Linked DNA regions of Sus scrofa: region 2 is linked to region 1. The links are chromatin contacts, called in public HiChIP or PLAC-seq maps. All regions are on one chromosome and are shown on one strand. The core of a region is the stretch at or near the end of the contact, and the rest is flanking DNA. Distances in the headings are between cores, read along the strand shown.

Region 1 (6,623 bases), core at 3,439-5,938:
CCAATTTATATTCCCACCAGTAGATATAAGAGAGCCTATTTCCCTGTGCTTACTAGGATTGAACTTGTTCCTACAACTTTATTACTATTTTACCTTGGCTTGGCATTTCATTTTATTTTATTTTTTATTTTTTAAATTTCTTTTGCTTTTTGCTTTCTAGGGCCACACCCACAGCATTTGGAGGTTCCCAGGCTAGGGGTCAAATTGGAACTAGCCGCTGGCCATAGCCACAGCCACAGCAACGTGGGATCTGAGCAGTGTCTGTGACCTACACCACAGCTCATGGCAATGCTGGATCCTTAACCCACCGAACAAGGCCAGGGATCAAACCCGCAACCTCATAGTTCCTAGTTGGATTTGGTTCTGCTGCGCCATGATGGGAACTCAGGCATTTTGTTTTAAAGGGAAGCTATGACTAACTTCTCTCAGATTAAGAATCATTCCTCTCCTGCAGGTGGGGATGTTGAGGGCTTTAGAGATGGTCTCTGTTTTGAAATTTCCTCTTTTATTCTCTCCTCGGCAGCTGCCCTTCTCAGCATCCCTGGTTTTGTGGAGCGGCTTTGCAAGCTGGCGACTCGAAAGGTGTCAGAGTCAACAGGCACAGCCAGCTTCCTGCAGGAGTTGGAGGAGTGGTACACATGGCTAGACAATGCTTTGGTGCTAGATGCCCTGATGCGAGTGGCTAATGAGGAATCTGAGCACAATCAAGGTACTTGGGGCTGGTCTCCCAAGGGGTGGGGAGCATTTCTGTGGGTTTCTAGAACCATTCTTGACTTCTTTTCCATGGGGAATTGAAATTTGCTCAAAGTAGAATTTGCCTCAGGGCAATCCTCGATCATGATTGTTAAGACTTTTGATAACTAATGACAGGACCTTTTGAGCTACCTCAAAGCAGACCTGACTGCAGGGACAAGGGCTTTGTTGCAGAACCCAAGGGACAAAATAGAGCCATTACCAGAACATTCTTAGGAACCCAGAGAGTTCTTTCTCTGTCTCCTTTTCTTTCTGCATGTTTTTTTAGTCTTTTCTCCATTCTGAAGAGTATGCAGTCTAGTAAATGTGTGGACTCCTAGTCTCAGCTCCAGCTTCCTGGTGAACTACTCTGGCCTGTTTTGGGTGAGGTACTCAACCCCAAGCATTTGACTCTGGAGTCAGATTGTGCAGACCCAGGAATTCCTACTATAGTCATGTAGATAAAAGTGAAGAGAGGAGTTGCATTCCTGGGATGGCAGTGTGTGGAGCTCTGTGGACCTGTTTGTCAGTACAACTAAACAGAGTCTATAGACAACAGCAACCATCCACATAAAGTCTATGGAAGTTGTTCTAAGAGCATACAGCAAATGAAGAAACATTTCTTCCAGAAAATCTGCTAAAATTCAGAACATTGAATGTGACAGTAGAATTTCTGCTTGATAGAAGTTCCACTCTGGGCAGATGTGGCTTTTTTGGGCTCCCTCAGCTCCCAGACAAGGAATACAGTATCTCACTGGGAGGGGCAGGCTGTTTTCATCCCTTCCAGCTCCAAGTAGAAGAGGCTAAATTCCTGATGAATATAGCCAGGAGGGCAGGGGCTCCTTTCTTTCTTTCTTTTCTTTTTTATATTCTTTCTTTCTTAATTTTCCCAACTTTCTTAATATCTAATCAACATATAGTATTGTTGTAAGTTTAAAGTGTACAACCTGTTGATTTGGTACATTTATATTTTGGAAAATGATTACTATTAGGGCATTAGCTAACTCCTTCATCCCATTACATAATTACCATTTCTTTTTTTGTGGTGAGAATATTTAAGATCTCTTCTCTTAGCAACATTCAGGTATATTATACAGTAATATTAGCTTTAATCACCGTGCTATTGATACCTTGGATACCCAGATCTTGTTAATCTTATAATGAAGTTGGTGCTCTTTGACCAATATCTCCCCATTTTCCCCACCCCTAACCACCAGTAACCACTCTATTTCTTTTTCATTTTTTTTTGGAATCTACATATAAGTGATATCATACAGCATTTGTCTTTCTCTGACTTATCTCACTTAGCATAATGCCAGGGCCTCCTCTCCACTCACCTCCAAACTGTACTCATAGTACAGAAGCTTTTCCCTGGCCCAGTAGGCCAAGAAATCTATGGCCCTTATCACCCTTTGCCCAGCTCATTTGTAGGACAGAGGTTCTACTACATAGGGAGAAGCAACTGAGAAGACTCTAGAGGCTACCAACCCTGTTCATAGTAGTGGTACTGAGGTTTTGCCAGGGGGAGAGGTAATAGGTAAGAACAGTATGTTGGGAAGTTTGAACTCAAGGTCATTCTCAGAAACAATGTAGATTTTGGTTGTAAGAAAATAAAAGGAGCTCTTTTAAATTGAGAACAAAAACCCCAACCATATGCCAGCTAGTTCACCAAAGAGAACCAGGGAAAGAGGTTGGCTAAGAAAACTGTAGCTTGGCTCATACCTCACTCTCAAAAACTGCTCCTGTCTGAATTTAATTGAATCAGACTTTGGAGCAGTTTATGCCTCAAGTCATTGTCAAAACCAGTAGGACATTCAGCCAGCAATTAGTGGAGCTTGACAGCTGGATTTCGTACCAGATGAGGCAGGAAGCTTAACTTAGAGATCAGGGAAAGAGCCATAGAGAGCCCTGCTAAAAACACTGTCATCCAGGGACACATGCCCAAGGCTACACTCTGCCAAAGGCCTGATCAGTCTCCAGAGAAATAGACTTTACTGAAAAAGGCTAGCCAGGTCAGTAAACAAATAAACAAGAAAACAGCAACAGCAAACCCTGAAAGGAGGAAGAGGGATTGGCATTAAGAGTTGCTGCACTATTTGCTTAAAAAGTCTAATTTTTGACATGCAAAGAAACAGGGAAGTATGATCCATGTATAGGAGAAAGGCAACAGAAATTGCCTTTGAGGGAGCCCAGATATCAGAGTTAATAGAGACTTCAAAACAGCCATTAAAGGAGCTCCTGTTAGGGCTCAGTGGGTTAAGGATTGTCTCTGCGAGGATGCAGGTTTCACCCCTGGCCTCGCTCAGTGGGTTAAGGTTTGCTGCTGGTGCAGATGTCACTCAGTTCCTGTGTTGCCCTGGCTATAGCATAGCCCTCATCTGAAGCTCCATTTCAACCCCTGGCCTGGGATTCCATATGCTGCAGGTATAGCTGTAAAAAAAAGAAAGAAAGAAAGAAAAAAGGGAGAAGAAAAAGCAGCTATTATAAGGATGGTAGAAGAATTAAGTCAAAGAAAACTGTGCTCAAAGAGGTAAAGGAAGCAGTGATGATAGTGTGTCATCAAACAGAGAATATTAGTAGAGATAGGATATATAAAAGCCAAATAGAAGTTCCAAAGATGAAAAATATAATAACTAGAATGAAAAGTTCAGAGAGGGAGAAACAGAAAAAATATTCAAAGAAATAATAGCTGAAAACTTCTCAAATTTGATGAAAAGCATTAAAATACACATCTGAGAAGTTCAAAGAATTGCAAGTAGAATAAACTCAAAAAGATTTACATCCAGATACCTCCTAATAAAAACACTGAAAGATGGGAGTTGCCATCGTGGCTCAGCAGAAATGAATCCGACTAGTATCCATGAGAATGCGGCTTTGATCCTTGGCCTCGATCAGTTGGTCAAGGATCAGGCATTGCTGTGAGGTCTGGTGCAGGTCGCAGACATGGCTCAGATCATGCATTGCTGTGGCTGTGGCGTAGGCCAGTAGCAGCTGTAGCTCTGATTTGACCATTAGCCTGGGAACTTCCGTATGTCATGGGTATGGCCCTAAAAAAGCAAAAAATAAAAATACTGAAAGAGAAAATCTTGAAAGTAGCAAGAGAAAAATGATTCATCATATTCAAGAGTATCCTAATGAGATTAACAGCTGACTTCTCATCAGAAAGGATAGAGACCAGAAGGGAGTGGAATGACATATTCAGAGTGCTGGGGGAAAAAACTCAACCAAGAATTGTATGCAGTAAAACCTTCTTTCAGAGCTGAAGGTGAAATAAAGACCTTCCTAGATAAGTAAGAATTTAGAGAATTCGCTACTAGCAGGCCTGCCTTACGAGAAATACCAAAGGAAGTTCTTTAGGCTGAAAGCAAGTGACCTCAGCCAGTAATTCAAATCCACACACTAAAAAAACAAGCATCAGTGAAATTATATAATTATAAAAAACAGTATAAGTGCATATTTCCTCTTTTTTAATTTCAAAAGCAGTTATAAGAAACCATGTGTTTATATTGTTGACCCTATTATAACAATGTATCATGGAACAGTGTGTACAGTATATGATAGGATATGTTGTATTATTGGGTTTTTAACATATGTTGATGTTGTATGAATAATAATATCACAGAAAGGAGTTCCCATTGTGTCTCAGTGGATTGCAAACCTGACTAGTATCCATGAGGTTGTAGGTTCAGTCCCTGGCCTTACTCAGTGGCTTAAGGATCCAGCGTTGCTATGAGCTGTGGTGAAGGTCACAGATGCAGCTTGGATCCTGAATTGCTGTGGCTGTGGTGCTGGTGGCAGCTCCCACTGGACCCCTAGCCCAGAAGCTTCCATATGCCACAAGTGTGGCCCTAAAAAAGCAAAGCAAAATAATAATGATAATGACAGTAGCACACAAAAAGGGGAAGAGGAAGTTAGAGTTCTAGAAGTAAGATAATTTAACTCTGAGAGTCTGTCAAGTTAAGATGTCTATGGCAAGTAAGCCGTAGAGACTATTGAGAAATATAGTGAGAAAGTCATTAAAGGAATTCTAGCTTATACTAGAAAATACTTACTTAGTGCAAAATAAAGCATTAAAGGAGAACCCAAAGAATAAAAAATATATAGAAGACATTCTTGGGCAGAAATAAATCCAGCTTTGTCAGTAATAACATTAAGTGTGAATGGATTAAATGATTCATTCAAAAAAACAGATTGTCATACTGGACTTTTTAAGAAGATCAAATTACAAGCAGCCAACAGGAGACATACTTTCTGTTCCAAGATAGAAATAGGTTGAAAGTAAATTATAGAAGATGTTATCATGCAAAGGACAACCATAGGAAACCTGTAGTGTCTGTACTAAAGAGACTTGAAAACAAAAAGTATTATCAGAGGTTTTTTTAAAGTGGGTTTCATAATAATATAAAAGGGTGAATCTGTCAAAAGATATAACAGTAATAAATAAATAAATAAATATATAAATATATGTAAAACAACAGAGCCAAAAAATAAATGATGAAGCAAAAAATAAAAGATTCAAAGAAATAGTTCAACATAATAGTTGGAGACTTTAATAACCCACTTTCAATAATGTGGGCAACATTGTAAGCAAACTAGACTAAACTGATATATATAGACCACTCAACAGCTGTGGAGTACATATTCTTCTCAAGAGTACATGGAATGTTCTCCAGGATAGACCATATGCTAAGACTTTTTAAAAAAAGGAAAAAAAGCCTCAGGAAAGTTTAAAGGATTAAATTGGGGGTTCCCATTGTGACTCAGCAGAAACGAACCCAACTAGTATCCATGAGGACGCAGGTTCGATTCCCGGCCTCGTTCAATGGGTTAAGAATCTGGTGTTCACATGAGCTGTGTTCTGTGATCCTGCATTGCTGTGGCTGTGGTATAGGCCAGCAGGTGCAGCTCAGATTCAGTCTTTAGCCTGGGAACTTACATATGCTGAAGCGGTGGTCCTAAAAAGCAAAAACAAACAAACAAAAAAGGATTAAAATTGTACAAAATATGTACTCCAAAAACAAGGGAGTGGTATTAGAAATTAAGAGCAGAAAGAAATTTGGATAATTCACAAATATGTAGAAATTAGACAGTACACTTCTAAATAAGTGATGGGGAGTTCCTGTGGTGGCGCAGTGATTAACGAATCCAACTAGAAACCATGAGGTTTTGGGTTCGATCCCTGCCCTTGCTCAGTGGGTTAACGATCCGGCGTTGCCGTGAGCTGTGGTGTAGGTCGCAGATGCGGCTCGGATCCTGCGCTCCTGTGGCTCTGGTGTAGGCCAGCAGCTATAGCTGCGATTCGACCCCTAGCCTGGGAACTTCCGTATGCTGCGGGTACGGCCCAAGAGATGGCTAAAAGACAAAAAGACAAAAGACAAAAAAAATAAATAAATAAATAAATGAGTGATGGTTCAAGGGCAAAATCATGAAACTAGAAGATACTTTGAAATGAATGAAAATGAAGACACAACATACCAAACTTATTGAATGCTGCTAAAGCATGCTTAGAAATTTATAGCTGTAAATGCCTACATTAAAAAAGATCTCAGAATGTTCTGTTGTGGCTCAGCAGATTAAAAATCTGACACTGTCTCTCTGAGGATGTGGGTTCAATCCCTGGCCTTGCCCAGTGGGTTAAAGATCCAGCATTGCTGCAGCTGTGGCATAGGTCACAGCTGTGGCTCAGATTCAGTCCCTGGCCTGGGAACTTCCATATACCGCAGGTGCAACCCAAAAAAAATCAATCAATAAAAAAGATCTTAGGGAGTTCCCATCGTGGCTCAGTGGTTAACAAACCCAACTAGGAACCATGAGGTTGTGGGTTCCATCCCTGGCCTCGCTCAGTGGGTTAAGGATCCGACGTTGCCATGAGCTATGGTGTAGGTCGCAGA
Region 2 (7,084 bases), core at 689-3,188, 230 kb before region 1:
ATAGGTAAAGAAGTAGGTATTGGAGGAGCTCCCTTTGTAGCTCAGGGGTAACGAACCTGACTGGTATCCATGAGGATGTGGGTTTTGATCCCTAGCCTTGCTCAGTCGGTTAAGAATCTGGCATTGCTGTGGCTGTGGTGTGGGCTGGCAGCTACCTCTCCAATCTGACCGATAGCCTGGGAACTTCCGTATGCTACAGGTGCGACCCTGAAAAAAAGACAAAAAATTAAAAATATAAATAAATAAAAAATAAAAAAATCTTGAAAAAAATTGGTTTTGGAAAAGAAGAGACAAAAACTCCTTAGCTTATTTTGGTTTTGAAACTGTTGAGTTTGAGGTGCCCAGGAGACCTCACAAGGAAGGTGTCAGGTAGGCAATTAGAAATACATCATTTTTTAAATTGTTTTATTTATTTATTTATTTATTGCTTTTTAGGGCTACACTTGTGGCATATGGAGTCCAGGGGTCCAATCAGAGCTACAGCTGCCAGCCTACGCCAGAGTCACAGCCACGCCAGATCCTAGCCACCACAGCTTACAGCAATGTCAGATCCTTCACCCACAGAGCAAGGCCAGGGATTGAACTTGCAACCTCATAGTTCCTGGTCAGATTCATTTCTGCTGTGCCACAATGGGAACTCCCATACTTCATTTTTATAATCATATGCATGATTATCACCTTCAGGAAGAATGTCCTGGCCCCAAACCCTGCCGATGGGGAATTTGTGGCCTGGGCATGTCCTTTCCTCTCTTTTGAGCCCCTTTGTTCCCTTGTCTAATGGCTGTTGGACTTGACCTGTGAGGCTCTGATTTGTGATCAGTAAGGGTTTGTGGAAGTTATTGAGTTGACCCACCTGAGTGGAGAAGTCACTTTTACTTTTTAAACACTGAGAGTTCTAGACTTGTGACTCATGGGAGCAGTGGAATCTGGAAGGGGCTCTGAGTGTGGCTTTTCTGGGCTGAGCGGAAGCAGAGGTCCTGGGGTGAGGGTGGAGGGAAGCACATTGAGAGTGGAGGGTGAGGTATGCTCTGTGAAGCACCTACTGACAATGCTCCTTCCTCTCTCTCTAGCCTCACCTGAGTCACCTTCCATGCTGTTCCCTGGCTCCAGGCCCTGGACTTGGGCTCCTTCTTCACGTCCCACCCAGTCTGTCTTGGATGCTGGCAGGGCAGTGGCAGAGAGCTCACTTGGACTCGTGGCTGGATGCCCAGCCCTTCACCTGTGCCCATCTCTTGAATCTATAGCTAATGTAAAAATCTGCCACATCATGCTGGCTGGCAGGTCCTGTGGCTTCTGGTTGAGAGCTCTTTTGTCCTGTGCCACCCCATTAAAGGGCAGTTTCCTCTGACCATTCTGAATGTGTTGTTTGGGGAACCTCTGCCCGCATTCAGCTCCCCCGTCATTGTTCAAGGGGAAAGCGGGGTAGGAAGCACATACACTCCTTAGTTCTGTAGTCTCCCACTCCCCTCTCATTAAATGAGTGGCTTCATCCCAGAGCAAGAGGAAGAAGTATTCTCCCCTGTAATTCTTTGATTTTCCACACAACTTCAGCCTCATACTTGAGGTGAGGTGAAGTGCGCACATTCTTCAAAGGACGAGAATCTGTTTCACCTCTCTCTTAGGACGGTGTGAGGCTCCTGAGCTGTTCTGGGGCACCTAGCTTTGAGCCAGGGTGGGTGGAGGTTGCTGGCCTGGCTCCTAGGCGCCCAGGACCATCTCAGACCAGTCTCGGCAAGCCCTTTCCTCAGCAGGGCTGGTTGGAGCGGCGTCCAGTGTTTCCTTGTTCTCGCGAGGCGGGGCCCAGGGACTCTGGGGCAGGTCTGGCCGGATGCTGGCGGGTGGGGCCGGGTTTGTTGGGCCCCGCCCCTGTGCCCTGAAACTTTTCGTCCCCGAGGGCGGGGCCCGTGCGTGGTGACGTCGCGACGCCAATCCCTCCGGGCGTCTGCGCAGGCGCGACGTGGGCGGAGGTTACCGCTGGTATCCGCAGAACCTGCTCTGGCTGTGTGAGGTAGGGGCGGGCCCGGGCGGGGAGCCGCCGGCTTGCGGCCGGGGTGGTGTACGGCCGGCCGCGCACCTCACGGGGTTCTCCTCATGCAGAACATGGGCGCTCAGCTGAGCAGCGGCTTGGGCACCGCGGAGCCGGCGCAGCCCCAGCCCCAGCCCGAGCCCCAGCCCCAGCCCGAGCTCCAGCCCGCGGCGCCTGAGGGCCCTGGACAGCCCCAGCCCGAGCCCAGCCCCTGGGGGCCGCTGGACGACGTGCGCTTCCTCATAGCCTGCACCTCCTGGTACTGACTGACTCGCCGCCTCCTGTCGTCTGGCTCGCCTCGCCTGGTCAGGCCCCTCTCAGGTCCTTGTCTTTCCTCACCTTCCCCCCACCTCGGAGACTTGCGGAGAGTCGAGTCGGGGGACTGGAGGGGACTGGAAGGAAGCTTCTGCAGCCTCGCCATGGGGCACAGTCTTGTCTCTGGCCCCTTCTGCTACCCTGAATTTGTTCGCTTTTCAGCCTGCACCCAAACCCGCGAAGACCTTCGTGCACATCCTCACTCCACAGTCTCTCCACACGACTGCGTCCTGGTTAGCCTTTCCCTTCACTGGCATCCAGAATCAGGCCAGGGCTCTTGGTATGAAGACCCCAAGGCTGCTGACCTAACCTCACCCTTTCTGTCCCTTATTGCCAAGAACTGGGCTCTTGCTTTTGTCCCTGGTTGTGGCACCATGCACCTTGACTTCGGAAAAGACCTTGTGACCGTGACCCTACCCATGTGTCTCCTGGGGGAAGTTGCTCCACCATCCTGGGTGCCACCCTGGCATTATCAGGCTGTATTCCTAGGACCCCGTAACAGAGGGCCTCCAGGGCCAGCCTTTTGGAGAGAGGGTGCATTTCATTTTTAGGCTGGCAGATGACATGTGTGGGGTAGCTTCCAAACTCCCCAAAGTGCCCTGACTCTCAGAAGTTTCTTAAGTCCACTCTCAGAACCCTGATCCTTGTTCCCACATCCCAGGGAAACGACATACTCTGTATTTTTGTTTTATTTAGAAATGATTTAAAAAACATTATACAAAGGCTGATCAGTTTAAAATGTGACTGACACTGAAATGCTGTGATGTTCCCCAGACTGAGGGGAAGCTGGGCTCTGGGGCCCCCAGTGCTTTGCCCCTCTGTCTGTCTGCCCTGTCCTGGGATGATGGACAAACAGATGACTACATGGCAGGAGAATCCATGATTGGAAGCCTCCAGGCTGAGCCCTTCTGGGCCTGGCCCTGCATCCCTCACATCTGCAGCCTGGGCTGCCTGCCTCCATCTCCTGCTCTTTCTCAGCTGACCTCAGTAGTACCAGGAGCCAGTGGGGAGCCTGGGGGGCCTAGAACTTTCAAGAAGTGAGAGCACCAACCTGAGGAGTGGAGAGGAACCAGGAAGGGGAGAAGGGAGGCCAAGAAAAGATGGATAAAAGAGACACTTCTGATCTCATCTTGGACCTTAGAGGGGTCCACGGGTGGGGACCCAAGGCCCAGCTGGCTCACTGGATGGCCAGGGCAAGTAACAGCCTCTCTGTGCTGCATTTGAGGGCACAGTGAGAGTTAGCCCTGGCTCCCAGGGCCTACATGAGTTACATGTGAGTGAACAGGGGTGAGCTAATAAAGTGCTTTGCAAAGTATAAAACACTGTACAAACCTATGAATCACTAATATCTCTGCAGTTGTTCCCCACCCGCCCCAGGGAGCCCGCCCTTGGCCAAAATGAGAAAAAAAACAGAAGGATGATGACAGGGAACACAGTGGACCCATATAGGTGCCTCTGGGACAAGAGAGATTTTGCTCAAGACAGCTCCCAGAGTCCCTGTCTGCTACAGGTTAAGTGGACCCAAAGCCCAGAGGCAGCAGGGTGGGGACAAGGCCCATGTAGGCTCAGAGGCCCTGCCAGCATCCTGAAGACTGACACCTCCTCTTGGATTTGGCAGAGAGCCAGTAGACATCGTTGAACCCCCGATCTTGGCTACAGCTCCTTAGTGACACACAGGGCTGCCTCTTACCAGGTTGGAGTGAGGCAAGTTGAGCCCTAGGAATTCCTACCAGAGACAGTGAAGGCCAGGCCCCTAGGCTTGGGGCCTTTACCAGTTGAAGGTGCCCTTTTCCAAATAGCAGTGCAGGATGATGGGCCCAAAGAGCTGGGTTAGGAAGGGCTGAGCTCATGGTATAAACACTGCTTCTGGGCTGAGGGATTGAGTTGGTGTTAGGGTAGCTAATGGTGTGGGCTTAAGCACTTCAGAAGGCTGCTCTGGGCCCCTTATGCCAAGGCCATGAGAGTGTTGGCCTGGAGCCATTTCTTTCTCACCTAAACTAGTCAGGCTGAGCCCTGAGGCCACAAGCCACCAGCTGGAGCAGGGATGGGGACTGGGGAAATGGGGAGGGACAGGAGAGTGGACAGCTACACACTCAAATCAGCCTCCTGAGGTGAGGTCAGCTCCTGCTCCAGCCCTAATTTAGCCTCAGTAGCAGGGCCCAGCTCCTGGGTGTCTGGGCACTAGAATGGCCTTAACAGCACCTTGGTCCTTATCGTTGGGGGGAAGGGCTGGCCTCATCACCAAGACAGTCACCTCTAATTCACCTAAAGCCTCAAGCAGCCTTTGCAGAATGGGACTTTAAACAATAGTGACAGGACATTGAAATATTCACGATGTGACAGCTGGGTCCTTTAAGACCCAGCTGGGCCACAGCCCTGCCTGCAGCATGTGACCCTAAATCCTGGGTCTCAGAGGAGACCCTGACGCGTGGAGCAGGTTTCCTGAGGGATCTGCTGTTGCCAGCAGGGAAACCCAGGCTCGTTGCCCACTGTGTCTGCAGCAGGGGTCCTGTAGCCTTGGAGGACAGTGGGGTGGGGTTGGGAGGACATCTGACCAGCAGGTGTTGGCAATGAGGGACCAGGACTGGTGGCATCTCCCACATGGGGCTGGGAGCACTAGTACTGGCTTCCCACAGAAGGTGCTGGGTCCAGCCAGGTAGGAGCTGTGGTGCCTCAAGGACTCAGTGACTGCAGGGCCTCCTCCTGGCATGGTCCCTGCCTCTTGATGGGGCCTGGCCTATTCCCTTGAGTAGGGAGCAGTTTACCCAGGACAGAAGGCTGGCAACTGGGTGCCAGACACCCACCCTGGGGCACAGCCGCCATCACTCCCTGCCCCACGCTCAGCCTAGGCCCACGTACTACCGCTTCAGCTACATGACCCCTAGCCTAGGGCCCTGCTGGCCCTGGTGAGCAGTGGCCAGAGCTGCCCCTCAGACCCTGGTGAGGAAGGGCCTGGCTGGCCAGACCGAGTGGACAGAGGGCCCCGGGCTGCTCACACCCACTCCTGGACTGGCCGCTTATAGTAGGTGACAGGTTGAGGGCCTGCCTTGTTCTTGAACTGGAAGATGGTGTAGACCAGCACCAGGATGCAGAGGGACAGGATGCAGGGGATGACCACAGCCACCGCATTCACAGAGCCTGGCACGTCATTGATGGTCACCATGATGTCCACGTCGTCCTGGGGCAGCCGCCGCTCCTTGCGCCGCTCCACCTCCTTCTGGTTGCAGCCCATCCAGTCACGCAGGATGTTGCGTGGGTAGCCTGGCTCCACACTCAGTTTCTGGTTGTCAAATTTCCAGTAGTCCCGGCCCTTGTAGAAGTAGGTATAATCTGTAGAAACACAGCCCAGCATCACCACTCCAGACACTTCCCTGCACCCACTCTGGGCCAGCATGAGAGGGCATAGGGTTCTGTGGCAGTGTGGAGGAGGGGCGTCTCTCTCACCCTGGAGGAGCAAAGAGAGGCTCTGAAACAGTTGGGCACATGAGGTGGTGGGAAGCAGGCAGTGCTTGGCACATCCTGAAAATAGTGTGGCTGGTCATGGAGTGTGACCTGGCCAGCTGCAGAGAGGCACCCAGGACTTGGAGCAGCCCACCCTGTCCTCTCAAAGGTGCTGGGAAGCCACAGACAGGACCCTTCTCAGCCTGGGGTCAAAGGTCTGTCATACTGTGCCCATAACACCCCCCCCCCCCCCCCGCCTGAGTCAGATCAAGCCAACTTAGAGTTTGGCCGACACTGTCTCCATAGCTCCAGGGCTGAGCCAGCTCCTGGGCCAAGGGAGGCTAGGAGCAAGATTTCTCCTGTCATCAGCGGACACCACCTCTTTGCAGTTATCACAGCTTTTTTTGGCTTGGCACATGTGACTTCACAACATGGATTGCTGAGTCGCTGGGACCCTGCTGGGGGGAGGGGCTAAAAGGAAAGGAGGCAGCAGGGCTTGGCAGCCACCACAAGGCTCCCCGCAGTAGCCTTATCGGCCCAGCCAGTCCACTGATGTAAAGTGAATCAGTCTGACTCTCCTATTGGCTGGCTCCCCTGGCTGGGGTTTTGATTGGCTCAAGTTCTTGATGTCACCTGTCTCTGAGGCTTCCCAGAAAGTGAGACCATGTGGGTAAAGCATAAGGTAACAGGAGAGCCAGCAAAGAGCCGCTCTGCCCTATGGCAGATACCTTTCTTACCAGTCTCCTTGGAGAGCCCTTCCTGACGACCCTCTCTAACAGTCCTCTGCCTAGATGCTCTCTCACACATGCTTTCCCTTATTGCATTTGTTGCCATCTTATTTTTTTGCCTTGAGAGCCAGGGATGCAATGCAAATCTTGTTCCAAGCTTCATCCCAGCCCTGCCACACAAGTTGTCTCTCAGTAATTATCATGGAGTGCGTGAATGACTCCACACAAACTAAGACATACTAACAAAATGATGATGGTGATAACAGCTAAAAATTAAATGGCATGAGCGAAGTGCTCTGCATAATTTATCTTACTTAATCCTCATAAAACCCTATGAGATAGGTACCATTATTATTCCCATTTTATAGATGAAGAAACTGAGTTTGCCCAACTCATAGTAAGTAGTGGAGGTGGGATATGAGACCAGCCTGGCTGGTTCCAGAGTCTGTGCTTTTGACCAGATCAGTGGAGGTGGATTCAATAAACATTCATGGATACCCACTCTGTACCTGGCAAGTCTTAGCCCCTCTTCTTGAGAAGTTTCTAGTCTGGTGGGGAGAGAGGCTGTGAGTCA

What was found. HiChIP or PLAC-seq counts read pairs in DNA pulled down with a chosen protein or histone mark.
Region 2: a contact with region 1 is called in an H3K27ac HiChIP or PLAC-seq map of alveolar macrophages. The contact joins two enhancer-like sites. A contact is called at or near these places in 1 of 47 Hi-C or Micro-C datasets (embryonic fibroblasts) and 1 of 2 datasets of contacts at active chromatin or transcription factors (alveolar macrophages).

Annotation. Positions count from the first base shown.
Region 1 is chr17:38,402,721-38,409,343 of Sscrofa11.1, reverse strand. TRPC4AP (short transient receptor potential channel 4-associated protein) reads left to right here. Exons shown (of 19, transcript XM_003359957.4): 8 at 524-709. Among named protein-coding and RNA genes, the nearest start is that of MIR499, 32 kb to the right of the region's middle. Within about 2 kb of position 4,688, at least 1 of the 83 cell types and tissues checked has an H3K27ac peak or open chromatin away from gene starts, as enhancers often do. A contact at or near this core is called in alveolar macrophages, where this site is marked.
Region 2 is chr17:38,632,560-38,639,643 of Sscrofa11.1, reverse strand. It overlaps MMP24 (matrix metalloproteinase-24), which reads right to left. Exons shown (of 10, transcript XM_021077693.1): 10 at 3,016-5,671. The coding sequence ends at 5,334. It overlaps EIF6 (eukaryotic translation initiation factor 6), which reads left to right. Exons shown (of 7, transcript NM_001243577.1): 7 at 1,071-1,348. The coding sequence ends at 1,080. Among named protein-coding and RNA genes, the nearest start is that of EIF6, 7.8 kb to the left of the region's middle. Within about 2 kb of position 1,938, at least 71 of the 83 cell types and tissues checked have an H3K27ac peak or open chromatin away from gene starts, as enhancers often do. A contact at or near this core is called in alveolar macrophages, where this site is marked.